Linked DNA regions of Zea mays: region 2 is linked to region 1. A link is a contact called in public Hi-C data. All regions are on one chromosome and are shown on one strand. Each heading gives the region's core, a stretch centred on a gene start, on an enhancer-like site or on the middle of the called end of the contact. The rest is flanking DNA. Distances are from core to core; before and after follow the strand shown. Region 1 holds the start of LOC100286172 (digalactosyldiacylglycerol synthase 1). Region 2 holds the start of LOC100278643.

What was found. A called contact is a pair of places that touch in the nucleus more often than the background predicts.
Region 2: a contact with region 1 is called in a Hi-C map of leaf, with 6 times the contacts expected there. The contact joins the promoter of LOC100278643 here to the promoter of LOC100286172 in region 1. A contact is called at or near these places in 5 of 25 Hi-C or Micro-C datasets (bundle sheath, ear, leaf and 1 more).

The regions. Positions count from the first base shown.
Region 1 is chr5:173,404,649-173,410,793 of Zm-B73-REFERENCE-NAM-5.0, forward strand. LOC100286172 (digalactosyldiacylglycerol synthase 1) reads left to right here and starts at 2,795. Exons shown (of 7, transcript NM_001159060.1): 1 at 2,795-3,536; 2 at 4,919-4,951; 3 at 5,480-5,567; 4 at 5,650-6,116. The coding sequence starts at 2,889. It overlaps LOC100272272, which reads right to left and starts at 2,362. Exons shown (of 5, transcript NM_001146760.1): 1 at 2,237-2,362; 2 at 1,467-2,115. The coding sequence starts at 2,026.
Region 2 is chr5:173,739,887-173,746,031 of Zm-B73-REFERENCE-NAM-5.0, forward strand. It overlaps LOC100278643, which reads left to right and starts at 3,662. Exons shown (of 5, transcript NM_001364471.1): 1 at 3,662-3,746; 2 at 3,840-3,887; 3 at 5,014-5,098. The coding sequence starts at 3,886.

The DNA.
Region 1 (6,145 bases), core at 1,545-4,044:
GCCAGAACGACCACCAAGTCGTCCGACTTGAAAACATTGCGAAGACGTACGACTACTTCCACTACATCGACACACTCTTCTTCTTTTATGTTGCATATCTAGTGGTAATGATCCATGATCATTTGCTCGCATGTTGTCCTGGTTGAACCTTGAACGTGATAGCTATGCTAGTGTGTTGCGTACACGTTTCTCTACACTATGAAAATTTAGGAATGCTTGGGTGTCTAAGGGTCTTTCTCCAAATATTCAAAGCCTTATATAAAAGAGTGCTCTTGAATGCAGTTCTTGGTGCATGGCAGGGACCTCTAACCTCTAGGACCTACCCCTGAGTCCAAGGCCACATAACCTTAGTTTATAGTTGGGTTGGTTGTGTCCTATTTTCAATGGTGCGTGCCTTTGTAGTTAGCGTGGTTTGTGTGGCGTGGGTTTGGGTGGGGCTGTTCTCGCATCATTCTTGTATTCCTTTTCCTTAAAGAAATGGCACACAACTCTCCTGTAGTTTGAGGGAAAAAATCCCTCCATCCCAAATTATGCCGTTCTCGCTTTTTGAGATACATAGTAAAAGCTATGTATATAGACAAAAGTATATATCTAGATGCATAACAAAATCTATATGTACCTAGAGAAGCTACAACGGCTTATAGTTTGGAATTAAGGGACTAGTAAATATCTTTCCGGTATAATGATGTTTAGGCTCCCTTTTAATTGTACAGAGCCTATGTAATGTATGCATCTTGGAAAAAATAAGAATTCTAATTGACACATAACATAGACTTTGACTGTTGGACAATCTGGGGGAGTAGTATTATAAAACTCAAGGAAATTGTTGCTTTCACAATATTCAACCAATCAGGGTTTACGAACTAACTTTTCAACACACCACATACCCACATGGTTTGGACTACTTATGCTGCCAAGATCATATGACAATAAATTCTATCTGGCATTGCTACTGATGGTGACATAAGTTAGTGTCAGGCAACGACTATTGTACAGTTATATTTTAAATGCAAGCGTGCATGTGAGACTCATGGTCCGTTAGAATGTTAGATCGTGACCTAACCACATATCACATTTAACACTTAAACCCATCCACCATCAGCTCGCGTAGATTTATAAAAGACCTCTAACAAACCATAGTTATATCTACGGTGGGATAATGATCTAACGGACCAAGAGGTTCATTACACACTTGCACCTAAGACCTGATTGCATAGTAGCTGTTGTCGTTAGTGTTACTCAATTAGAAGCGCCATCAGTTAATTTAATTTCTGCAAAGCAGTAGAGTGTCGTGTTCCATTTCTGTTGGCGAGAGCCAAAGTTCACATCTGCACTTGATAATTTATATCTTTCTAGCATTTTCACTAAAAAACTCCAGTTTAGTAAAAGCAGCAATGTACCGCTACTTTACCAGAGAATATTCGAAGGAAGTATTTTAGATATTTCACTCACAAATGTAAGTGTACCTTTTAAATGACTTGTCTTGATCAGGGTGGCCAAAAGCATCACAGGTATCAGCAGTTCCATTGGCCACATTACCATTCATACCGCTGGAGGCATCGATGCTCAAGTACTGCAAGGGGTTGCTGGGTACATTCTCAAGCACAGCATTTACCATGGAACTCTCTGAAGTTGTCAGCCTACTCTTCTGTCTTGGTGAATTCGGACCATAAACACAGCTAGCCTCGACCACAGAACCGCTTTCACCACCTTCGCCAGCATCCAACAAGTCATCAGCTTCACCACCAGAGATTTGATTGCCTTCCTCAATTCGACAAATTGGGCTTTCAAATGTTGACAGAGCATCCAAGATGGCATCAGAATCGCTACAGGCCCTTCTGAGAGGAGGAAGCTTGGGAGCTTTCCCGGAATCTGCAAGGAGATCATCGAGCCAGCACGGTGGCTCACTAAAGAACGTATCCCCAGATGGAAACCTGCAGCTCTGCGTGAACATGCTGTCATCCCTTCGAGTGATCTGAGGACCCAGGGGTGGGCAGCGGGGTGGGAGGTGTGGCGACCGAGACATGGCGAGAAAAAGCCCTCGTATCTTTGATGGCCTTCCTCTTTTGGTTCTGCTAAGTAACTAGAGCCAATCGAGCATCCCTTGCGTTGTTCCTTTCATATGGAAAAACAGCAGCTTTGGGTCAGATCCGAATGTAAAATAGCCTGCATTAGGGTTTGGGAAGGGTTTGGTGTGCTCGATTTCGCACAGCAGGAAGAGGAGTTGCTGGCATACCTGGTGGATGCTTGTTTCCAGCCAAAGGGCCGACGAAGACCTGGCGAAGGTCGACGCGGGTGCCCAGTCGGCGCCGCCAAAAGTGAGGGGTGTGAGTAGTGAGGGAGGAGAAAGGAAAGGGAGGCGTGATTCGGGTGAACGCAATCGTCGAGGACGCGGTTGATCAACGCAAATGGGCCTTGCGGCCTTGAAGCTGGCGGCGGAACGAAATGGGCCTTGCGTTGCAGTCCTGGGCTCCTGGCTCATGGGCAACGGCCTTGCGTTGCCAACCCCCGGACGGTCCCCGCTCACTTCCCGACCGCACGTATGCCCACGTCACCGTAGCACCGTTCCACCCCACCACAAAGCTGGATTCCACATCTGCCCTGCGGATCCAATTCTCCAATCACTCTCACTGCCATGCCGACCCCACAGCAAGAGCCAGCCACGGATTGACGGATGGGATACCTCCAAGTCGGAACGCGGCTTCCTTCCTCCGGCGGTCCGGCCCGAATCAACGCGTGGCGTCGGAGCTCCGTGGCGTCGTCGTCCTCTCCCCTCTCTTTCCCAACACCTCGCGTGTTGTCTAGCACTCTAGCTGCTTCTCTCGGTTCTCGCGACTCCCAAACGGCAAAACGCCAAAACCCTAGCCGCGGCCATTCCGGAATTGGCCATGGAGGCGAGGGCGTCGCCGCGTCCGTCGGTCTCCATCGGTGGCGGCGGCGGCTTCGGAGCTGGGCGGGGTGACGACAGCGCCTTCTCGTTTCTCTCAAAGGGGTGGCGCGAGGTGCGGGATTCCGCCACCGCCGACCTGCGCCTCATGCGTGCGAGGGCTGATTCCCTCCGCACGCTCGCGGACCGCGAGCTCGAGCACATCCTCGCGTCCGCCTCCACTGCGCTGACCTCCGCGCCGCCGCCGCCGCTCGCCGCGGGGGCGCCCATAGCCGAGCTCGAGTTCGTGCGCACACGGATCCAGCCCAAGATCTCCGAACTGCGGCGCCGGTACGTGTCGCAGGAGCGGGAGCTCGGCCGCAGGGTGCTCGAGGGGTGGGCGCCGCGCGGGGCGGGGAAACCCGCGCGCGCACGTGTTGACCTCTCTGGGATCACCGCCATCCGCAACGCCATCGTCTCTGAAGTGGATGGCGGGGAGCGCTGGAGGCGCGTGGTGTGGAACGGGGAGGCGGAAGAGGGGAAAGAATGGGAGGTGCTCAGGATGATACGGGACGGCATCAAAGAGTTCGAGCGCCGGAGCCAGACCAAGGAGATTTTTGAGGGATTGCGCAGTACCGGCGAGCTCGTCGAGAAATTCAAGTCCAGCCTGGTAATTTTGCACAGCCATCTCGCAGATTATTCTAATTAATTGACCAATGTTGCTGCCCTGCTTTGATTTGGTGGATTGCCTTGGGAATTTTGTAGAATTTGTTTTTAGGAATCAATTCAATGTCTCCTATGCGATTAGGCTCTAAAGAATTAATATGAACCAAGTGGACTAATGGAGTAATGATCATATGCTATCGTGATAACCTCTGGCATTAGTTACTTCAGTTCTCTTCTCTACTATAATAATTCACCAGTTTCAACGATCGTTCTGCATAAGTCTATTCCCCCTTACCAGTGGGCGATTATCCTGATAGATAGACCGTGAAAACCACCCAAACCTCTATTAGTGGGCCATTACCCTATAGATGGACCGTGAGAACCACCTGTTGAGCACCAAAATTGATCGTGCGGACGGTCCGACCCTGAGGCCGGACGGTCCGCCATAGCGGCGCGGACTGTGCGTGCGTGCGCAGAATCAGTTAGGGTTCTAGATTTCTTGCAGGATTTGTTAGCAAAACCTGTGGGGTTAACTTGAGAACTGACTTGTAACAGGTTCAGACCTCCCCCTTTATATAGATAAAGGGGTACAGTCGATTGAGACCCCCCACAATCGATCCAATCAAACCTATTATTCATATTTACCTTATTTGCAATGTTCTTTCCATTCCTTAGGAATAAGAGTAATCTAGCCTTAGTGTAGCCCTAGTATTAGTCTTCCTTGACCTATTACTTGACCTCTCTTCGGCCCGCACGGTCAATTTTGGTGCTCAACACCACCTAAGCCAAACACAACAGGAAGCCGCATGTAGCGCAACGCTCCCTCATAGTACCACCCCGCTAGGTAAAGATGAACGAGCGAGCTATAAAAAAGGGGTCGGGCTACTTTTCAATTCATACCTTTCTAGGCCTTTTGGCTAAGATAAAGTGTACTATTTCTTCTTGTGTACCGTCCAACGCACTGGTATTGTAGTAGTGTATCAAGAAACTGCAGAGCACCTCCTGAATGTAGGCATAATTAATGACTACGTTGAAAACATGGATAAACGTTATCAGGACTATTTATGACTTGTGAGATGATAAATGCTAGTAAAATTTAAAGAAGTAAATATATTTAACCCCGAGCGTAAATGCTTGACCTTTACTAGGATTATTCAGTTTCATTTGTATTCTGTAGTCCCTGTTTTGTTGGAAGAGGAGTGCTGATCAGATTTAAGTTGCGGTGCTTAAAATTTCTATTAACCTTGTGACAAATCTCTGCTCAACTGACTAGCTTGTTATAGAGCAAACCTTAAATGAATTATTGTGTCCAATATTTATACTCAACTGCTAAAACTGGTTTATATTGTGTTATGTGGGCCTCATAGTTACTCATTTTTTATGCAGAAATCATTCAACATGGAGTCTCAAGGATCCAAGGTAAGCCCACAAAACTACTCTAATTATTATTATATGGTTAACTGATGCAAAGTTATATAATTTGATTTTGTCAGACATAGTTGTGAATTTTGTGCTCTGAGCATTAATCACATACTACTTTGAAGCACTCTAATTATGATTTTATGTTTAACTGAATTTTGTGTTCTGGGCATTAACATGCAAAAATGTAGCGGTAAGGTTTGCCTCGGTTAGACCCCAATACCCCACTCATGTGGCAGCCACCAGCAGTGGGTCTACCTTTTTTTTGTTTTATTGGTGGAGGTGATTTCTAAAAACTGCATGGGCACCGATACTTTCCTTTTACGCGATATTATCTATGTGTTGGATCTTGAAGACATATACTTTATTTTGTGTTGGATATGAACACTGAACTGTGAAACTTTTCAAAAGAAAGGAGCAACCATTTGTCTAGATATTTGATCTTGATGCTACCTGATAATGCAAACGCAAAGATATTTCATTGCGAAGTATATATTATTGGTAACCTAACCTTAGTGTTTGATGCAGGAAATCCAACCACTGGATCTACCTGAAATACTGGCAAATCTTGTAAGGCAGTCTGAACCATTTTTGGATCAACTTGGTGTACGGAGAGGTAAAAATCATTAACAGGCACCTTTATCCTATTTTCTTCCATTTATCAATAGCTGACCCTTGTATATATTCATACTGTTCAGATCAGTGTGACAAACTAGTGGAGGCATTGTGTAGGAAACAAAATCATTCCCTTTCAGAAAACACATCCTTGCCTGTAAATGATAAGTCATCAGACGAACTTGACTTGAGAATCGCAAGCGTGCTTCAAAGTTCTGGTTATCATGCTGATGATGGTTTCTGGAGTGAACCTACAAAGTCTGAGGTCTCAGACGATAAAAGACATGTGGCTATAGTCACCACAGCAAGTTTACCATGGATGACAGGAACAGCAGTTAATCCATTGTTCCGTGCAGCATATCTCGCAAAAGGTACTAGACAAGATGTGACACTGGTAGTGCCTTGGCTTTGCAAATCAGACCAAGAACTGGTATACCCAAATAGCATGACGTTCAGTTCACCAGAAGAGCAGGAAACTTATATAAGGAGCTGGCTGGAGGAAAGACTAGGATTTGAATCAAACTTCAAGATATCCTTTTATCCTGGCAAGGTTACATTTAATGTGTATTATGTCAAATA
Region 2 (6,145 bases), core at 2,412-4,911, 340 kb after region 1:
AACACCGTGGTATTCAAGTTGATCATTGGATCACTTGAGAGGAGTTGAGTGCAACTCTCGTCCGTTGGGACGCCACAACGTGGAGTAGACAAGTTTTGTACTTGGCCGAACCACGGGATAAATCCTCGTGTCTCTTGTGCTTGTCCTTATTGTGTCTATTGTGCTTCACAAGAGCTCTCCTCTCTACTCACTTGATTTCATTGTTCTAACTCTTAATCAAGTTTGTGGTGTTAAGTTTTAAGTTTTACAGGATCACCTATTCACCCCCCTGGGAGGGAGAAACTAAGAGCACTAAAATTCAGAAATTCTAGCAAGGGTACAAAACTGAAACCGAGAAGTGATCAAAAACCTGTGGGCCGAATTGGTGACCCTTCCTCGGATTAAACTTGAAGAGAACAAACACAGTCGAAGTACAAAATCACTATGGATCCTTGGCTAAGAACTAGAGCCGTCTAGAGATGGGAAATATGAGTGCTAAAACCCTAGCCAAAACAAATGGTGGCCAAGTGATGCTGAACTAAACAGCCTACCCCTCCATTTATAGAGGGTTATTTACACTTCCTAAACTAGCCTATTTACATAGAGCATATCCACTCCACGAGGGGGAATGGACCAACTCCTAGGTTTTTGATCCAATGGCCACGCGCTCCACATGAAGTTGCTTTGCCTTGACGCACCCTCTGCTGTGATGCCACGCGCCACCACCGGTTCCCTCTAGAACCGCCGCTGCCGAGTTTTGAGGCCCAAACTCAGCAAAACTCGTCACCCGTAGCGTTGGGTGGTTTTGAGTCCTAAACCACCAAACCCATCTGCATGCGTGTCCTCCATGATCAAACACGTGTCTCATTAGTCCTTGACCACGTCAGCAACATGGTCCACTCCACTATGTCCTCGCGCAAGTGCGTGTCCCAAGTGTCAGCCACCACGACTGGCCACCCGATTGCTCCGATCCGTCAGTCAAGACCCAACACTCGCTTTTCATCGCTCCCATCCATTAGCACGAGCCCATATGACTTTCACCTCAGTCGTAGACCACTGTCCCTATGCTCCACACCTGCACACACAGACTGACTGACATGGTTGCACAAAGCATAATCCCACACTCTGGTCAGTCCACTACTACCCAGAGTGCTACCCATTAACAATCACTCATCATCAACCCGAACCAAAAGGGACAATTCAACCTTGTGTTCGCAAATTCCAAGAAACGCCTCACAAAAGTGGGCAAAATGATAATATACAAAGTCGAGCTTGGATTAAGATGAATCAATTCAATATGATAATAGTGAAGAAGATCATATAAGAAGCTGGAAGCAGGCATGCTAAACCCATGCATCTATTGATGAATAATATTGATGCCTTGGTCAATGATAGGCATCAGGAAGGATTCTTTACCTAGGATTTTCCATTGAATGATGTTCTTTTTTTAAAGAAGACCTATTGTCACTAGGGCCCTTAGGTCCTTTTCCTTGACCAAGAAGGCTTCAAACTCATGCAGGTGTACAGATGCCAACGGATAAAATGCCGACGAATTCAAGGTTGTGTTGCCTATGCTCGCAAGCCAAAAACCATGCCCACGCAGACATAATATCATGCTTGTATACTCTATCTGCGGGTAGAGGATGCCCGGCCAGTGGGCATGCCCGTTTACCCGCCACAAAAACAACATCACTAGATATAATGGATTTTACATGAACATCATCACTATATAATGGAAAGCATGGGTTTGCACGAAGCTTGGAAGTTGAACTCGCAGTTGAAAGGGAGCATTGGAAAGTTGGTATATTGATGAATGTCCTGGTGAAAGTCCAAAAGTTGTGGAACAACTCTGTCGAAGAGCAAATCTCCGGCCGGGTGGCGGAGTGCATCCGCCCTAAATCCTAAGATGAGGAGGGGCCTAGGCGTTTTGCTTGTTAGTCGGGAAAACGGGAAGAACACAAGAACACACTAGGATTTAGAGTGGTTCGGGCCGCCGGAGCGTAACACCCTACTCCACTGTGTGATGTATTGCTTGAGAGCTTGTATGAACTTGTGAGTGTCTGAGTGAGCCTTAAGATTGGATCTTTCTCGTAACGTCGCATGTCTCCCCTTTTATAGCTGAAGGGGGGCATGCACAAAGGTATTGGGCTCCGACATGTGGGCCCAGGGACATAAAGAATATAACACTTGGGGTTACAAATGTTTGCTGCTGGAGCAATCTTCTTGTGCCCTGACATCCAAGATCTATGTCTCCTCGGCGTGCAGGGGAAGCTTCTTGTAGAAGAGATGATGAGTACAGTGCGCCGCTCGGCACGGGCACACTGTTTGTCAGCAGACTGGACAGGCGTGCCGTCTGCTGGGTGACCCTAACACCGCCTGACAGCGGATTGGACAGGACACATTAAATGCTGAGAGGGCACGTCGCCCGTCAGCGTGGTGGCAGGCGGCGCATCCTCTCTGCAATAAATGCAGAGGCTGCGCGGCGTTATGGGCCTCGCGTCAGGCCCAGCCCGTTGGCTTATGTCACGGGCCACAAGCCACACGGTAGCAGCGGGTTTCTGCCTGAGAGGGGAGCGCAGGGTAGGGCCTGGACGCGTGTCAGCACCGGACCCTTACTCAAGCCGGGGTCCTCCCCGTCCCGGGACCCTGCCAAGGACCGGACCTTACTCGGCGGGACTTGGGGCCTACCCGAGGGACCCGGTATGCCTTCTTGGAAGCTCCGGACTTGTATGCATAGGGGTCCGGTGTCCTACTGTGGGGGTCCGGACCCAATGATGCATCCTGGGATGTATTACCTTCCCTTGCCACGTGGTGCCTTTAGACCTGCCCATGTGGTGGGGTCGGGTGCCGTTCTCCGTGTGACCTGGAGATGTTGTACATGTACAACGCCTTCATGCTGTAGAAGAGGGTACCCCTGATTCAGGGTACCGATAAACTCTATTTTATCCTGATACAGAAGATGAAGCGCTAGGAAGTTGTGGGAGCTGAAGCTTTGCGAAAATTTATTTTGAACCTGACAAATTTGGTCAGAGCGACTTGATTTTTCAAATTTTGAAGTGTTAGTCTGATAAATTGACCGAGTCTTGAACAGGGAAATCCTGAGTTCAAGGGCTCAGGGGCTATGAGACAACAATGGGGACTCGGGTACAATGGCAGGTCGGATATTGTTATACCCAAATACAACCTAACCTATTGCCATCCCTAATAGCGATTCAAGACGCTTGACGATGGGGGTGCAGAAGATTATAGATGAGGGGGACAGGGACAAAGATGAGAAGTTGGCATTAATATACGACGACGATAGTGGGGAGGATGAGAAAACACTCATGGTGGTTGCAAGATTAGTTGCATATGTAAACATGTTTTGTTAGGACGTCCATGCAAGAGATAATATTTTTATCGTGCTTTAATGCCTATTCTAGTAGTTTACTCATAGTTTACTTAAAACACTATTTTTGTACCGTTCTGCACTGTAAACTGCACTGTTTGTAGAGTGGAGTTTGAATATAAATATGAGGACGTGTAATCTGCTAGATATCTAAAAAAATTAGAGAAGAGAGAAATATTTGTATATATGAGAAGTCGATCCCGCTACACAAGAACTGTCGGCCCAATCACACGGCGGGCGGCCCAGCCCACCAGACCCGCTTCCCCACCAGCCCACCCGTGGGTTCGGAAGCTTCTTCGTCCGTCCCCTCCTCTCCCGTGCTCACCACCTCCCCCATTTTCGCCGCCCCCTCCGATCTCGCCGTTCTCGTCTCCTTCCGGTGAGTCCAGATCTGTCTCTGTTCGTGATTCATGCAAGTTGCAAGGCATCTATTTTTTCATTACTTAGTTTTAATTGCTGCTGTCTTCTGCAGTTGGATTAGGGCTCTTCATCTGTTCGCCGCACTTCGTCAGTCGCCCATGTGAGTAATCCGAGCTGATCCATCCTCATCCATACTCTGTTCCTCGCGGTCTCCTTTTGTTGATCTGTATCCAAGCATCGCTCGTGGATCGATCGAGTTCCCGTTGACGATGCTCGGATCGGTCGTACCTCTAGAAATTCGTGGATTTACTTCCTGACAAATCCATGCATGCTTGTTTACTCCCTGAGAAATTCGTGGTTGCATTGTAGTGGATTTGATAGACGAGCGTCGGGCGTTAATTATTGGTGCCGTGCTCTGAATTACTTGTTGCTCGGTCTAGGGGTGCCTGCCTCACCCTGCGGCATTGTCAGGATCGATAGCATGACGCATGGGTCACCACTCACCAAACAAACAGTTGCTTCGTCTTTTTTACGGGTGATTTCTGTTGTCTGTGTTTGTGCCATTGTTCTTTGGTGTGAAGTGTGAATGCTTTCATCAGTATTGATCAGTGTTCTAAAAACTGTGTAGACGCTAGGAAGGAAGAAGGTTAGGCACCCTGTAGCATCTAGTCAAGATTAGCCAATGGACAGTTATTTAACGTTGGGCGGAAGAGTGGTGTGTAGGCAGGGTAGGAAGTAGTTTTTAGAACAGATATGTTTATTTTAGTTCTCTTTCATTGCCTCTGATTGTTATATTCTAAAAGTGACATTCCTAATAAACTTCAAATTATTGCTAGATGCTTCCTCAGCTCTATCTTCATTCAGCACAGCATTTATGTTAGATTAATTAAAAAGTAAGCTGTTAATCCTCTGTGAGTAATGAGTTATGTGAACCTCTTTTGCCAAGCTTGGTATGGAACTAGTGTAAAATAGATTTGGTTTCCGTTGGTTGGCAACTAGCATGCCGTTTGTAATTTGTAAACCAAAATGGTACATCAGCTCTGTGGTTTGATGTCCAATAGCTTAATGTATTTCTGCAAGAGTTGTTGAAAATGTTTTGCCGTGGTAAGAGGTTAATGAAAACTTTATCTAGAAATACAAACTACTTGTATCGTTTTTCAATTAATAATATGTGTTCATGCTAGATTGTAGTTGCCTTTCTTCTTATTTGATTTTGTCGAGTTCACTAATGCTAGAGATTCATTTGATTTCTTGTTTTGATCTCTGTATCTTGCATTGTGTTACAGGGCGGATGAGGAGGTCACTGATCCAAAGGCGCTCCTAGAGGATCGTTCAAAGGCTAAGTGTGTGTCGCAGTGGTATGATTATCAGGTAACATGTTGCTATATCAGTTCTTGGTTCTTCATTTTGTATCGCTGTTGCTTATGTGCATGCGAACTTGATTAGTTTATCTGTATGAATGATACATGTTATAAACTTGCTAGGACAATCTGCACTAAGGCAAGTTCTTGATCAATTGAAGAGTGTTTTTGGACTTCTGCTGAAATCATTATCTGTTATTTTTGTTTAAGTCAGATTGCTCTTGGGATATACTTTTGAGCCAACTTTATAGGTCAAAATATGGTCTGGTTATAACCTTCCCTAGAAAGAAAATCTGCTCATATTATATTTCTGTAGAATTTTATACTACCTCAAGGACCTTTGGGATATAAAGTTCCATTGGTTGTTTTAGCAACTATATTTTGCTTACAGAATAGTATTTTTTTACGTAATAGCCTAATAGGGGATCGTATCAAAATCTGCTCATATTATATTTCTGTAGAATTTTATACTACCTCAAGGACCTTTGCGATAGAAAGTTCCATTGGTTGTTTTAGCAACTATATTTTGCTTACAGAATAGTATTTTTTTACGTAATAGCCTAATAGGGGATTGTATAGGGGATTGTATCTTGGGTTTAGACCGCATTCATACCCCCCACCTGTTTTATTGTAATTTTATGAAACTGCCACTATGTGCATTCCAATTTACTTTCCAATTAGGAAATGGACACAGCCTCATGTAGACACCTTTGACTACTCTTGTTTCTAAGTATACATACTAACAAAAGCTAATTAAACAGTAATGAAGAACACTTGATGATGAATCTGCTAATATAATTCTCACATAACATATCTAAATAGTAAATATATTAATGTATAGTAGTGGTCGAATTCTTATAAGCTTAGCTAAGCATTTTATGGTGACATTTAAGGGTGCGTTTGGTTCAGCTTTTTGAATCTGTTTCTGCTTTGAAAAAGCAGAAGCTGAACCAAAGGGGTTCAACTTTTCTGCAGCTGCTTTGAAAAAACAGTTTTGCTGTAGTACAAATTTGAAAGCAGCTTAGACCTTGCTTTTGCTGCTTATCCAAGCTCGTTA